2 separate regions of the Mus musculus genome follow, and region 2 is linked to region 1. Evidence: chromatin contacts called from public promoter capture Hi-C data. All regions are on one chromosome and are shown on one strand. Each heading gives the region's core, a stretch centred on a gene start, on an enhancer-like site or on the middle of the called end of the contact. The rest is flanking DNA. Distances are from core to core; before and after follow the strand shown.

Region 1 (6,267 bases), core at 1,764-4,263:
CAGTAAATGACCATACAGCCAAGGGAATATGGAGAGCATTAGTTGGGTCGAATGGGTTTAAGAACAAAGACACAAAGATCAGTGAATCTGGAATGTGGAGTGAATCTGGGCAGAGCCCATTGTATTTTGAGTCCAAAATACAATGTACGAAATTGTCAAAAAACTAAAATAAATAAACTTTACAAATAAATTTTGGGAAGATACTTGAAGCTTTCCAAAAATCCTCTTTAAATGTCTATATGAATAATCATTGTACCCATAAATAATAAATGGATAGTGGGCTAGCTATGGACTATGAAATGGAATACTCGTCCTTTGAGTATCTTGTCTTGGTTACCAGGCTTTAGGCTGAAGACAGCTCAAGGATCTGTCCCCTCAGTCCACAGGGCCTGTGCTCTTTGCCTCAGTTCCCACTCACTGTCTTGCCAGAGAGGAGTGTTTTCTGGAAACTGTCTGAGCACTTCAGCAGTGACCAAGCCTTCAATTTTCAGAATTACATCTTTTGAGGGTACCAGAACAGGGTTAATCCAGAAATTGTACTTATTGCTTAGTCTTTCCTCCCACAGAGCATGATGAAGTGATATAGAAATGACATAAATTGATTCTGGAACAATCTTGAAAATTAATTTGACTTATTCTATTTCAGTATTTTTATGTCCCTATACATAAAAAGAATATACATGAAATCTTGCAAGTTAGAAAGAGGTATCTGGATACTTCTTCATCTCTAAGTGCTGCTTTAATAAGCTCTGGTCCGTTGTGTGCCACAGTCAAGGCTGTGCATAATGCTTTATGGAGATGGGGAGCTAACACAGGCCAGGACTGTGCTCAGTCCACAGCCTACAGGGAGCACTCAACATTTCAGCGAATTTATATGACTTTTACTTGTATTGTTCTTCACAGTGTCTGAGGAGGTAGACAAAGAAAACAGTATAATCACTTTTTTGAAATCTGGAAAAATAGACAATAATTCGTTTTCCATACATTTAGCCACTCAGTTAGTTTAGAAATTGAAACAAATACAGTTGGCCTTGCTGACTCCTCCATCCCAAGTTTGAATATTTCATCAGGCCAAGTTTTAGTTTCCTAAGTAACTGATTATGGTAGAAAACTAAATAAAAGATACCCAAGCTGACAAAGGAAACTTTGTGGATTTCCTCTGTAGACCTTTCTTCCCCAGCAACTCAGAGGCCACAAATGGAGGAGCAAGTGGGTTTAAATACTTCCTCTTTATCAACATAAAGGGAAAATGATGCGTGGGCTGATTTAAAATAAGATCCAGTGGAAGAGAAGCCCCCATGAAACATTGGTGAAGGATAATCTGGTCCTGATGTTGATCTCGTCCAGCTACAACCCTACCGTCGTTCATTTTGCAGCTGATTTTACACAGTTTTCAGTGAGAGCCTTTATCACTGTGTCCATTAACCTCACCTCAGACAGCATCTATTTCGCTTCTTGTAATGAGCAGAAAAGAGGCTGTACCCGTGTCTTCTTAAACTTTTTACAAATTAGTATTTATATTATTTACATTTATATAATTTTTATATTTATATTATGTATATTTATATTTTTCTCATTTATCATTGGAGGTTTTTTGTTTTCTTTTTCAAAGTAAAAAGAAGCTCGTTTGAAATGGATCTTATGACATGGTTGATAAGAGTTGCCCCTAGACCCAGATATAGCTGTCTCTTGTGAGACTATGCCGGGGCCTAGCAAACACAGAAGTGGATGATCACAGTCAGCTATTGGATGGGTCACACGGCCCCCAATGGAGGAGCTAGAGAAATTACCCAAGGAGCTAAAGGGAACTGCAACCCTATAGGTGGAACAACATTATGAACTAACCAGTACCCTGGAGCTCTTGACTATAGCTGCATATGTATCAAAAGATGGCCTAGTTGGCCATCACTGCAAAGAGAGGCCCATTGGACTTGCAAACTGTATATGCCCCAGTACAGGGGAACCCCAGGGCCAAAACGGGGGAGTGGGTGGGTAGTGGATTGGGGGGGTGGGTATGGCGGACTTTTGGGATAGCATTGAAAATGTAAACGAGGAAAATACCTAATAAAAATAAAATTAAATTAAAAAAAAAAAAGAGTTGCCCCTAGGTATGATTGTTCTGGGGACATGAAAAGCACCGTGTGGTTTCAATGTCTCATTGGGTAACTTCCAGATTTCAGGATGCACAGGCAGATATTTTATTGGACATTTTCAGTAAGCTGTGCTAATATTATCACTGAAATTAAACTTGTGTTATAATTTAAAGCTGATAGATATGAGTTCCTACTAGAAAAAGGTACTCTCATGGAGTATTTGAATCTTGTACACTAAGACTCTTTCAAACTGTGGACCTCTTCCAAGAAATGAGTGTAAACAGAACTCAAGCAACCATGCAAATGTAGTCTTTAAAAGTCTGACCCATGCCGAAATGCTAAGAGCGTTCAGCCATCAGATAGAGATCAGGGTCTATGTGACATGTCCAACAATCCTGTAGAAGGGAGAAAGCTCAAAAGAGGGAACATTGAAGCACTGGATGTTACAGACACTGCTTGTGTGAGGGCAGGGACCAAACAAATAAATCATGCAGTGAGGGACGTCATGATGAAGAGCAAACGGTGAGCAAACGGTGCGTGTGCTGGGGGTGGACGCGGGTGAGAAGGCACGGGGCAAAGGCGTCTCCAGGGAGACTGGGAAATGAAGTAAGACACTTTTGTCTCTGTAAGAAAACGTGACAGGGCTTGTTTTCTCATTCCCCAGAAGTCTGTGGTGTAAGACTAAGAATAAAGAGCTTGTAGCAATCTGTACACACAAGCACCTGTGACTGCGACTTTACTCTTTATGCAAATACGTTGGACTAATGTAGAGAGCTTGTGAAATGATGACAAAAGCTACCCAGAGCTCTTTACAGGCTGAACTTTGGACTCGTGCATCTCATGTGAGAAAGGCAGGAAGGCTTTTAGGTGGAGGAAGTGGCCTCTGGCTGTCTTGTGACTGCCACTCATCACAGAAACCACTGTACAGACAGGAACTGAGACACGGAGACACGGCACAGGAAAGGCTCTCTGCATAGGTAAGTGACACGAACTCTTTCTTCTTTCTGTTTGATTCTCCCCGTCTTCCCCAGCTTGAGACTGTTCGGTGGTCTATATGTTCCATCTTAACAGCGTCAGCTCACTCCAGGCTTTCATACACACATGGTCACGTAGAAATCGGATGACAACCTGTAAGAGCTGTGGATCCAAAAGCTTCTAGAAATTCCCTGAGCATCACCACCCCTGAAGGAAAAAGAAAATCCCATCTTGATCATCCTTGATAACATCTTTAGAACTCTCTTGGTAACTTTCTTTAGAATGTAAAGCAGTATAAATTTTCATTTATGCCCCTTCAACCCTGTATACGTGTGCACACACATGCATGTGAGTGTGCGCGTGCTCTGTGTGTGTGTGTGTGTGTGTGTGTGTGTGTGTGTGTGTGTGCGTGTGTGTGTGTGTGTGTGTGTCCGGGGGCTTTTTTTGCATCACATTCTATCATGTTAAGGCATATTTGGTTGAAATGTGTCTATGCTTGTCCAAGAATTGCTTCCTTCACCATTTGACAGTAGAGATAGTTTAAAAGATTTACTTCAGTTCAGATGGTTGAACTTAACAATCCTAAAGAGCAGTGTAGCTACTCCCTGTGCTCAGGTGTTAACATAAAGCAAGCCTCGAAAGTGGCATTTCTCTGGGGGTTTTTGATAGAAAATAGAGATCCCAGTTCACTGATTCAAAATTAAGCATCCAGTGTTTGAAATGAGCAACTTAGCAAATAAAGTGTCATCTATTTCTTTTTTGATCTACATTTTTTACTCCCTACCAGTAAATTGTCCAGGTCTGAACTAAAACTCCCCTCCCCCCTTGCACTATGAAATCGTGAAATCCTGTACGCTCCATCCCCTAGTTGTTAGGAGCAGTGGCTTCTGTTAGGAGATGCCAGCATGGGCAAGATGTCCAACATGGACAAGATGTCCTGTGAACAGTAGCTCCTCAGCTGCTCTCTGCATCCAGCTCCTGCATTTTAAAATACCAGACTCTACACAAATAGAGGTGCAAACAGTGTGCCGTGTCCACCACATGTGGGGTGGGGTTAAGACTGTCGGCAAGACCAGGGATGCTTCCAGTTGTGTACTCCAGACTCAAGCTATTGCAGAATTGCTGGACATGTGAAAAGAACGTGGCAGGGAACCCCAAGTATCTCTGAGTTCCAGATATCTTTTATTGAAGTGCGAGAGTTCAGTTAGGCCACTGGTGTTAAATAAATTATAAAATTGGGGTTGCAACTAGCCATCGGTGATGACTCTTTCTGCCAGAGAATTGGCTTTGGATTTCTATCATCTTTTAGACATACAGACTACAAATATTATACTATTTTTAACTTTATTACTTTAATCAAAATAGCACAACTGCCTAATCAGACTTAAGTGATCTTACCACAATTCACATTCTATTAATATTTACATTAAAGGTGTCCCTGTTGACCACTCCCACATATTTCTTATGATCAACTGAAATATCGATATTATGAAAAGTAAAAATTGATACAAACCTAATAGAGTGGAAGCACAAAAGACAGACTGCTTCTAAAAAAGCACCATTAACCTATGTGAAATGTCTCCCCACAAGGTTAGTAAATACTAAGAATTTAATCTTACCGTGGCTAGAAGTCTATTTAAGCTCATGTGTTGCCCAAGGCCTTTTCTGCTCAGCCATGTGCTGAGGAAATGCTCATGTTATTTTCCAAATATCTACCTACTCAATCAGAAACTTTGCATGACTTCCCTTGGAGTGTTAAGAAAGAAGATAAACTTTTTTGTTCTCTTCGGGGTAAACGCTATTTTCTCTATGTGACATTCTTACAACAGCATGGGAGAGGAAAGTTCACAAATGAAGTCACCAGGAAAAATGAGGCCAGCATGATGCCAGAGGTCTCCAGCTCTATTCAAATCAGGTCCAGTCAAAGCGGAGTCAAATAGCAGGAGTGGTGTTTTTGTCTGTTTGGGTTGGTTGGGACAAGGTCTCTCCATGTAGCTGTGGATGTTCTGGGGCTTATATAGGCCATGCTGGTCTAGAACTCACAAAGACACAAGTGCCTCTGCCTACTGACGATTGGGGTTAAAGGCATGTGCCACTATGCCCAACTTGGCCACATCTCTTGTGTGAGGCAAATTTGAGTCTAATTATATGCATTCTTTTAATCTTGCCCCTTTATGTCCCTGCAAAATGTTCATATGATCAGTTTTGTTTTGAGGCTTTGTATCTCTAGACTTAAACAAACACCACATTAGCTTATTCACAAGGCATTTCCCACAAGCCCCACTGCCTGCTTGGTGAACTTCTCCCCCAGCTCATCTACTTCCAGCTGGTTTGGTCCTGACCTGTCATTTGAAATTTACAGTCAGGTTTACCGACAGATCTGTCTTGGCTTTTGAACGTAGATAATAGTCATCTCTCCCTTGATACTCCTCACATTATCTGCTGCCATCCTCTTTTACTAAACTGACTGGTCTGCTTGGAATTAGAGGTGTAATATATATGATTGTGCCACATTAAAGAAACAGAGTTTGATTATTTTTTTATTGTTGTTTTTTGTTCTTCATCCCTTTGGGGGAGGGGGAAATAGGTGCTCACAAGGGTGGGGTGGGCCTAGAATGGCAGCGAAGTGTGTGTGATGAGGTGCATTGTATAAAACTCCCAAATCATCAATAAAAATTGGAAAAGAAATTCTAGAATAAAACATAAAGCAGGAAAAGAAAAAGAAAGAAACTGAATCTATAGATTCGTATTCATGTGAAATTTGGACGAATCTTTTAGTTGAGACTCTGTGTGAGGTCTGGAAACTTTTTCCCAATACCTGGTTAGCTAAGGAGTTTTGTTTTGTTCTGTTCTGTTTTGTTTTGTTTCCTTAAGAATTCTGATCACAATTGAATGGTAATGTTTAATGTCTTTTAAAAGGATTTACTTTTATTATTTGTAGTTATGTGTATGTGTATCAGCATGGGCACACAAATACAGCTACCCTCAGAAGCCAAAAGGCGGCAGAGCCCCTGGATCTGAAGTTGTATGTCACCCAGTATAGATGTGGGTAATTAAACCTAGGTCTTCTAAAAGAGGAATATGCTCTCGTAAGCCCAGAGCCATTCATTCCGTCAGCCCCTTTGGCCTTGGTTGAGATTACAGTGTGGCTTGCTTTTGCCCATCAGCAATCTGTCAAATAGAGGGACATCTTCTAAGA
Region 2 (6,267 bases), core at 1,652-4,151, 240 kb before region 1:
GCCCATCTAGGAGGCAGCCTCCCTCCTGCCATTGTCTGGCCCACCTTATGCCTGGAGGCATCTCAGAGGTATTTATATTTTACACTTTTATGTAACATTTTTTCTCCCCATTACAGTAGCTTTCTTTTCTTATTTCCTACCAATTCCCACGTACCAGCTGTGTATTTCTGAGACACCTTATACAGTGCTCTTAAAACATCAGACCTTTCTCTCTCCAAACTGTGGATGAACCCATTCTCCTCTGTGGAAAACGATCTGAATCATCCTTCAAGACACAGTTCAAACAACATAGCCTCAGAAAGCTTTCCCAACTCCCCTATGGTCCGAGAGCAAACTGAATCTTTTTCTAAATATTAACTACTGTCCTGGCTCACTTGGACTCCATTCTATTCTCCGAGGCCCTGCAAGGGACTATATAAGCTTATTTGTTTTTATAATCGCAAGGAAAAATCCTTTGCCATATAGCAGATTCTTAATCATTTTATCAAATGAATAAATTAAGAATTAGTTTTTAGGTCTCATTAATTTGGGTTAACCTGTGTTAATTTATCAAAGAAGTTCTGCAATACTCTCCTAACCTATAACATACAAGTTACTTCTCTTTCGTATCCTTAGCCAGTCCCTCTGTAGTCCATTTCTCCTCCTCTAAAGTTTTGTTGTTGGTCACTCAATATATGGAATATTATTTATTCCATAAGTCTTGTCCTAGATAAGTAAGAAGAGGCTATCTATAGTACTTCTAATACCTTGTACTTCCATGATACGACAACTTTTTTGGCTTATTTCTGGGTTTTGAGACAGCTTCACCTGCTGCCCAGGCTGGCCAGAAACATAAAATTCTTCTGCCTCTCTACCCATCTCAGTCCTGGAATTAGACGTGTGTTCTACTGAACTGGGGATAATCATGTTTTACAAACTACTTTTTCAGACACACTTTATTTTTACACCATCTCCATAAAATATAAGAATAACATATGACCCTCAGTGAATAGTTGGAAGCTACAGTGACACATCTTTCCCAGAGTGGGGGGGGGGGGGAAGCAGAAAGCTTGAGAGACTCCTCAGACTCCCCTCTCAGGGAAGATCTGTGACCTTCCTGAGTATCGTCCCTTAACCTGACTTGGAACAGAAGGTCTGTCTCACTCCTTCTTGCAAAGTTCTCCAAATTGTAACATGGTATTTAAAAATCGGGGCCCAGACATGTTCAACTAGCCCCACGTTAGAGCAAAGTAGTGAACCTGGTCTTTCCATAGCCAGCAGAGAACCTCAATTCTTGTGGTCAGTGTCACAGTGATGATGTAACCACCTCAGCAGAGCAAATATGTTTCTAAGTACATACAGGAAAAGTAGTAGTAACTCTATGACTTCTCCTCAAAAATGTAATATTTGATAATCCAAAACCCTCCATTGATGAACTTAGCTGTCTCAGGTAAATCTAGAATGCCCAAATGCAATTATTTTATCAGAGAAGATAAAACATTTCTAACCTATAATCTATTTACAGTGATCTATATACCCTGGGTCACTTTCAAGCCAAACCTATGTACTCAATATTTGATGGATTTTTTTTTTTTTAGGAAATATATCAGATGAAATGACAGCAATTTACTATCCTTATCCCCAACAATTAATGCAACTCAAGTTCATGAAAAACCGCAACACTGAAGGTATTCGCTGGTAATCCCCTAGTGGTAGGAGGTAAGGAGTGATGAAAGAGCCTCCAGTAGTTTAAATAAATTAGCCTTAGGGACAGAAATGGCAGGGTAAGAAGGCATAATGATCCATTTCTCATGCATTTACAACCACTTTCTAAGAATTTCAATGTACCCACAGGATACAGCACTCTAGAAAGCAGGGGTAGAATTGCTATTTCCTGCCTAAGTTGCCCTGGAAGCAGTGGGAGATCATTATCAGTGATCTCGAGGCCCCTGGAACCCAGCGTCCACCTTTCTTCTGTTCCACCCACTGCCTCTCTCATTGCCTCCAGTCTCTGATTTCTTTGCCAGTCCTACCCCTTGTTCTAATGAAGAGCAATTTCACCTGTCCTTTAGAAATGAAGAGGGGACATGTTTACTTAATATTACTAAACCAACACATTTTTGCTCAGTGTCTACTTGTTGTGAAAGGTTTTAAGTCTGTGTGTTATTAGTTAATACATGCAAAACCTTGTCTGGAAGCCACATATATAACTGGGAAGGAAACCTGGAAGTTGGGGGAAAGAAGAGAAAAAAAAATGACCTTTGAAATGTTTTATTATTTGAAAGATTATTCTAAAATTGCAATGGTTTATTTTAAACAGCGTGTGGGGGAACAGCATGTAATTACGGTGAGGGGCTGAAATGAATGAAGAATCATGCTGCTGTGGACTGTACTTAAATCTTACCACAATCAATATATCTATGGGACAAGGAGGGATGCTGGCCCCAAGCAGAAAATAAAACAAAGAAACAAACGCCCCCTCAGCAAGTAAGCCCTGCTGAGAAGTTCCAAAAATTCAGGGGTTCTCTTGATGGAGAAAACAAAAGGCGACCAGAAAGGAAAATGCCTAGCGGGGACCTCCTTACCCCCCAGCCAGGTGTCCGAGACGTTCTGGAGCATGGTGACCGGGATGCAGAAGAAGACGATGAGCAGGTCGCTGAGTGCCAGGGAGCAGATGAAGATGTTGGTGACGGTGCGCATGGCCTTGCTGCGGGTCACCACATAGACTACCAGGGCGTTGCCGAAGAGCGCCAGGGCAAAGATGAGCATGCCGACCAGCAGGAGGGCCAGCCTGGCGCGCGCGGGAAGCTGCGGGGTGAGCACCAGTGGCCGCAGCCCATAGTGCGCGATGAACTGAGCGCGCGTCAGGTTGTGCAGCCGAAGCAGCGCCGAGAGCTGCTCCGCGGTCAAGTTCCACGACATGCCGGGCTCGGGAGGCGTCTCGTCCGCGCGTGGGGCAGTCGAGGACCGGGAGGTATAGGAGAGAAGCCAGAAGCCGTGCCGCCGTGCCGTGCCGTGCCGTGCCCTGCCGTGCCGTGCGAGCGGCGCGAGAGAGTCTAGCAGTGACCAGAGCAAAGTCAGAGCCGCCAAACTGTTTGCAGTTCTAAGAAAGTTCCCAGCCAGGCGCTGCGGTCCTCAGAAACCTCGCAGCGCCACGCGAGGCTCAGTGTCCAGTTTTCTGGACCTTAGTGGAGCTGAACCCCGCCCCTCCGCGCACTTCCCAGCCCCTGGAGAGCCGCCTCCTGCAGCAAAGCACCTAACAAGGAGTGCCCTGCCTTGCTGGAACCACCCAAAGCCATGCCCCAGCCCAGGTTGATGATACTAAAACAAAAACTGTTGTTGAGGTTTGGAAAGCCTCTTGGTTCTCCTCTTGTAAAATCATGTATGGGCCACAACTACCCATGGCAAAGTGGAGTTCAAGTCTTTTCAGCTTTGAAATAATAATTACAGAAGAGAAGTTGCAGTCATAAAAAGAGGGTTCCAGGCATACTCTGACTTTCTCCGTTTTGTCATAACTGTGTATGACAAAGTACAAACCTAAAAATTGACATAGATAGAGAGAGAGAGAGAGAGAGAGAGAGAGAGAGAGAGAGAGTGTGTGTGTGTGTGTGTGTGTAACAAAATCAAGATACAAAACTCCATCACCGCCCAGATCTCACTCTGGGACATTTTCATGACCATGACCGCGCTCCTCCGTTCATGACCTCTAACCTCTAGCAGTCTCTGCACATCTGTCAAGAGTATAATAATATAAACAGAATCAGAATCTATATACTTTGTGTGTATGTGATCTCCTCCACCTTGACACAATATGCTGTAAACCTATCCAGGTTGTGAGATGTTTTGTAAATCTAACCAGGTTGTGAAGTGTATTGTCAATCTGTCCAAGTTGTGGGGTGTATTGCTGACATATACTAGTTTATTTCACTATTCCTTCCTTGTAAAACAGTTGGGGTGTCTCCAGCTTTGGGCTATAAAACTGCTATGAAGAAACATGGACTGGTTTCTGTATGGCTATAGTTTGCACTTTAATTATGGGAAGCATCAAGAAGTTTGTCTAGTCTGTGATGTTCTAGTTAGTTGTTTTGTTTTGTTTTTGTTTTGTTTAAACATCTTAGTACAAGGCAGAGTTTCTTATCAGCTTAGCACAAGAGAAGAGGAAACCACATTTGAGAAAATGCCTATAGGCAAGTCTGGGGAGTATTTTCTTGGTTAAAGACTAATGTGGGAGAGCCCGGATCTGGGTAGGCAGTGCCAACCCAGACAGGTGATTCTGGACGATATAGGAAATCAGGCTGAGCAAGCCATGAAAGAGCAAGCCAGTAAGCGGCACTGCTTCAAGCCCTTGTACCAGTGTCTGTCTTCAGGCTTCTGCCTTGAGTTCCTGCCATGGCTTCCCTCACTGATGGGGTATGACTTGAGAATTGTAAGCGAAATAGAAAGCCCTTTCTCCTCAAGCTGCTTTTGGCCCTGATGTCTTATAGCTACTGGGGTGATTCTGGACCACTGAAAAAGTATTGCTACTTGTGCTCTAGCCTCATAAAAAGAAGCTAAAAAGCTCTAGGAGCCCTATAGTTTAAAATAAAACTCTAATGCTATTGTAACACATGAGTGCTGGGGGGGGGGGGATTCTAAAATCATTTAGAAAATGGCCCAAAGTTGGAGAAGATACAACCTGGATTGCCATGAAAACTTAAAAATTTAGTCCAAACCTTTTCAATAGACAAATTTGGTGACTAGACTGCTATTCTAGTCCCCAACCTCACGTGCAATATTTGGACAGGTTGCTCATCCAGAAGATAAAGAGTTCCTGGCTGCATTGCTGACTAGAGACCCAAGGATGTTTCTGACAGTGCTGCTTTTGGGTCCCTACGCTAACTGCCTGTCTGGCAGCTATGTCCTGTTCTCAGCCTTCTCCTCTCTGACCTTGACTCCCATTTAAGAACGTGGAATGCTGATTTTTCTGGCTTTTTAAAGCTGAGTAGAGTAAGTTAGGAGAAGGACTGAAGGAACTGAAGGGGATAACAACCCCATACGAAGAACCATATCAACTAACTCCCAATGACTAAACCACCAAAGAGTATACGTGGGCTCCAGCTACATATGTAGCAGAGGACTGACTTATCTGGCATCAGTGGGAGGGGAGGCATTTGGTCCTGTGGAGGCTTGATGCCCCCAGAGAAGGGGGATGCTAGAGGGTAAGGCAGGAGTGGGTGGGTAGGTGGAGGAACACCCACTTAGAGGCAAAGGTGAGATTAATGGGTTGAAGGCTTCATGGAGGGGAGACTGGGAGGGAGACAACATTTGATATGTAAGCAAATAAAATAATTAATTTTTTAAAAAGAAAAGAAGTTGAGTGGAGTAGCTGAGTATTGAAGTCAGGGTACCCCTCCAATGGGTAGAGGACCCAAAAGTGTATCAATAGTTGCATTATGTTATTTATACATAACTCACCACACTCTGCTGATATCAGGATACCACTTTGAGCCAAGCATAAAAATTTCACTTTTTATCTCCCTTTAGCTTTCTTCAATATAACTGTCTGTACTGGCTAGTTTTGTGTCAACTTGACACAGCTGGAGTTACCACAGAGAAAGGAGCTTCAGTTGAGGAAATGCCTCCATGAGATCCAGCTGTAAGGCATCTTCTCAATTAGTGATCAAGGGGGAAAGGCCCCTTGTGGGTGGGACCATCTCTGGGCTGGTAGTCTTGGGTTTTATAAGAGAGCAGGCTGAGTAAGCCAGGAGAGGCAAGCCAGTAAAGAACATTCCTCCATGACCTCTGCATCAGCTCCTGCTCCCTGACCTGCTTGAGTTCCAGTCCTGACTTCCTTTGGTGATGAAAAGCAGCATGGAAGTGTAAGCCGAATAAACCCTTTCCTCCCCAACTGCTTCTTGGTCATGATGTTTGTGCAGGAATAGAAACCCTGACTAAGACACTGTCTTAAAGATTTCTTCTACAGTCATTTAGAATGACCTGTTATTCTAGTAATTTTATCTTCACCTGTTTAAAAAAGTCAAGATCATTAAGAGGAAATGGAAAATCTATTCAATTTACTCTCACTCTTCTTATTTCTTCTGTTCCTTATTATTATGACAGGATATCCTTTTGAATAATTCTTTTCCTTTTAAAATTCACACACACAGAAACATATGCATGCACACATGTACACATGCAGACCCACAATGCACATGCATGCATACATACATGCACACACTCACAAACACACACAACTAAGAAGTTTGAGGACAGCTTTCAAGAATCTGTTCTCTAAGTCCACCTTATGGA

Evidence for each region. Promoter capture Hi-C pulls out the DNA fragments that hold promoters and counts their contacts.
Region 2: a promoter capture Hi-C map of embryonic stem cells shows a contact between it and region 1, with 2.4 times the contacts expected there. The contact joins the promoter of Qrfprl here to the promoter of Hpgds in region 1. A contact is called at or near these places in 20 of 39 promoter capture datasets (the 3T3-L1 cell line, the C10 cell line, the HPC-7 cell line and 12 more), 7 of 484 Hi-C or Micro-C datasets (bone marrow-derived macrophages, embryonic stem cells, nephron progenitors and 3 more), 1 of 115 datasets of contacts at active chromatin or transcription factors (bone marrow-derived macrophages) and 3 of 9 other capture datasets (adipose tissue, embryonic stem cells and pancreatic islet).

The regions. Positions count from the first base shown.
Region 1 is chr6:65,141,476-65,147,742 of GRCm38.p6, reverse strand. It overlaps Hpgds (hematopoietic prostaglandin D synthase), which reads left to right and starts at 3,013. Exons shown (of 6, transcript NM_019455.4): 1 at 3,013-3,070.
Region 2 is chr6:65,377,928-65,384,194 of GRCm38.p6, reverse strand. It overlaps Qrfprl (pyroglutamylated RFamide peptide receptor like), which reads right to left and starts at 2,901. Exons shown (of 6, transcript NM_175524.4): 1 at 2,565-2,901. The coding sequence starts at 2,901.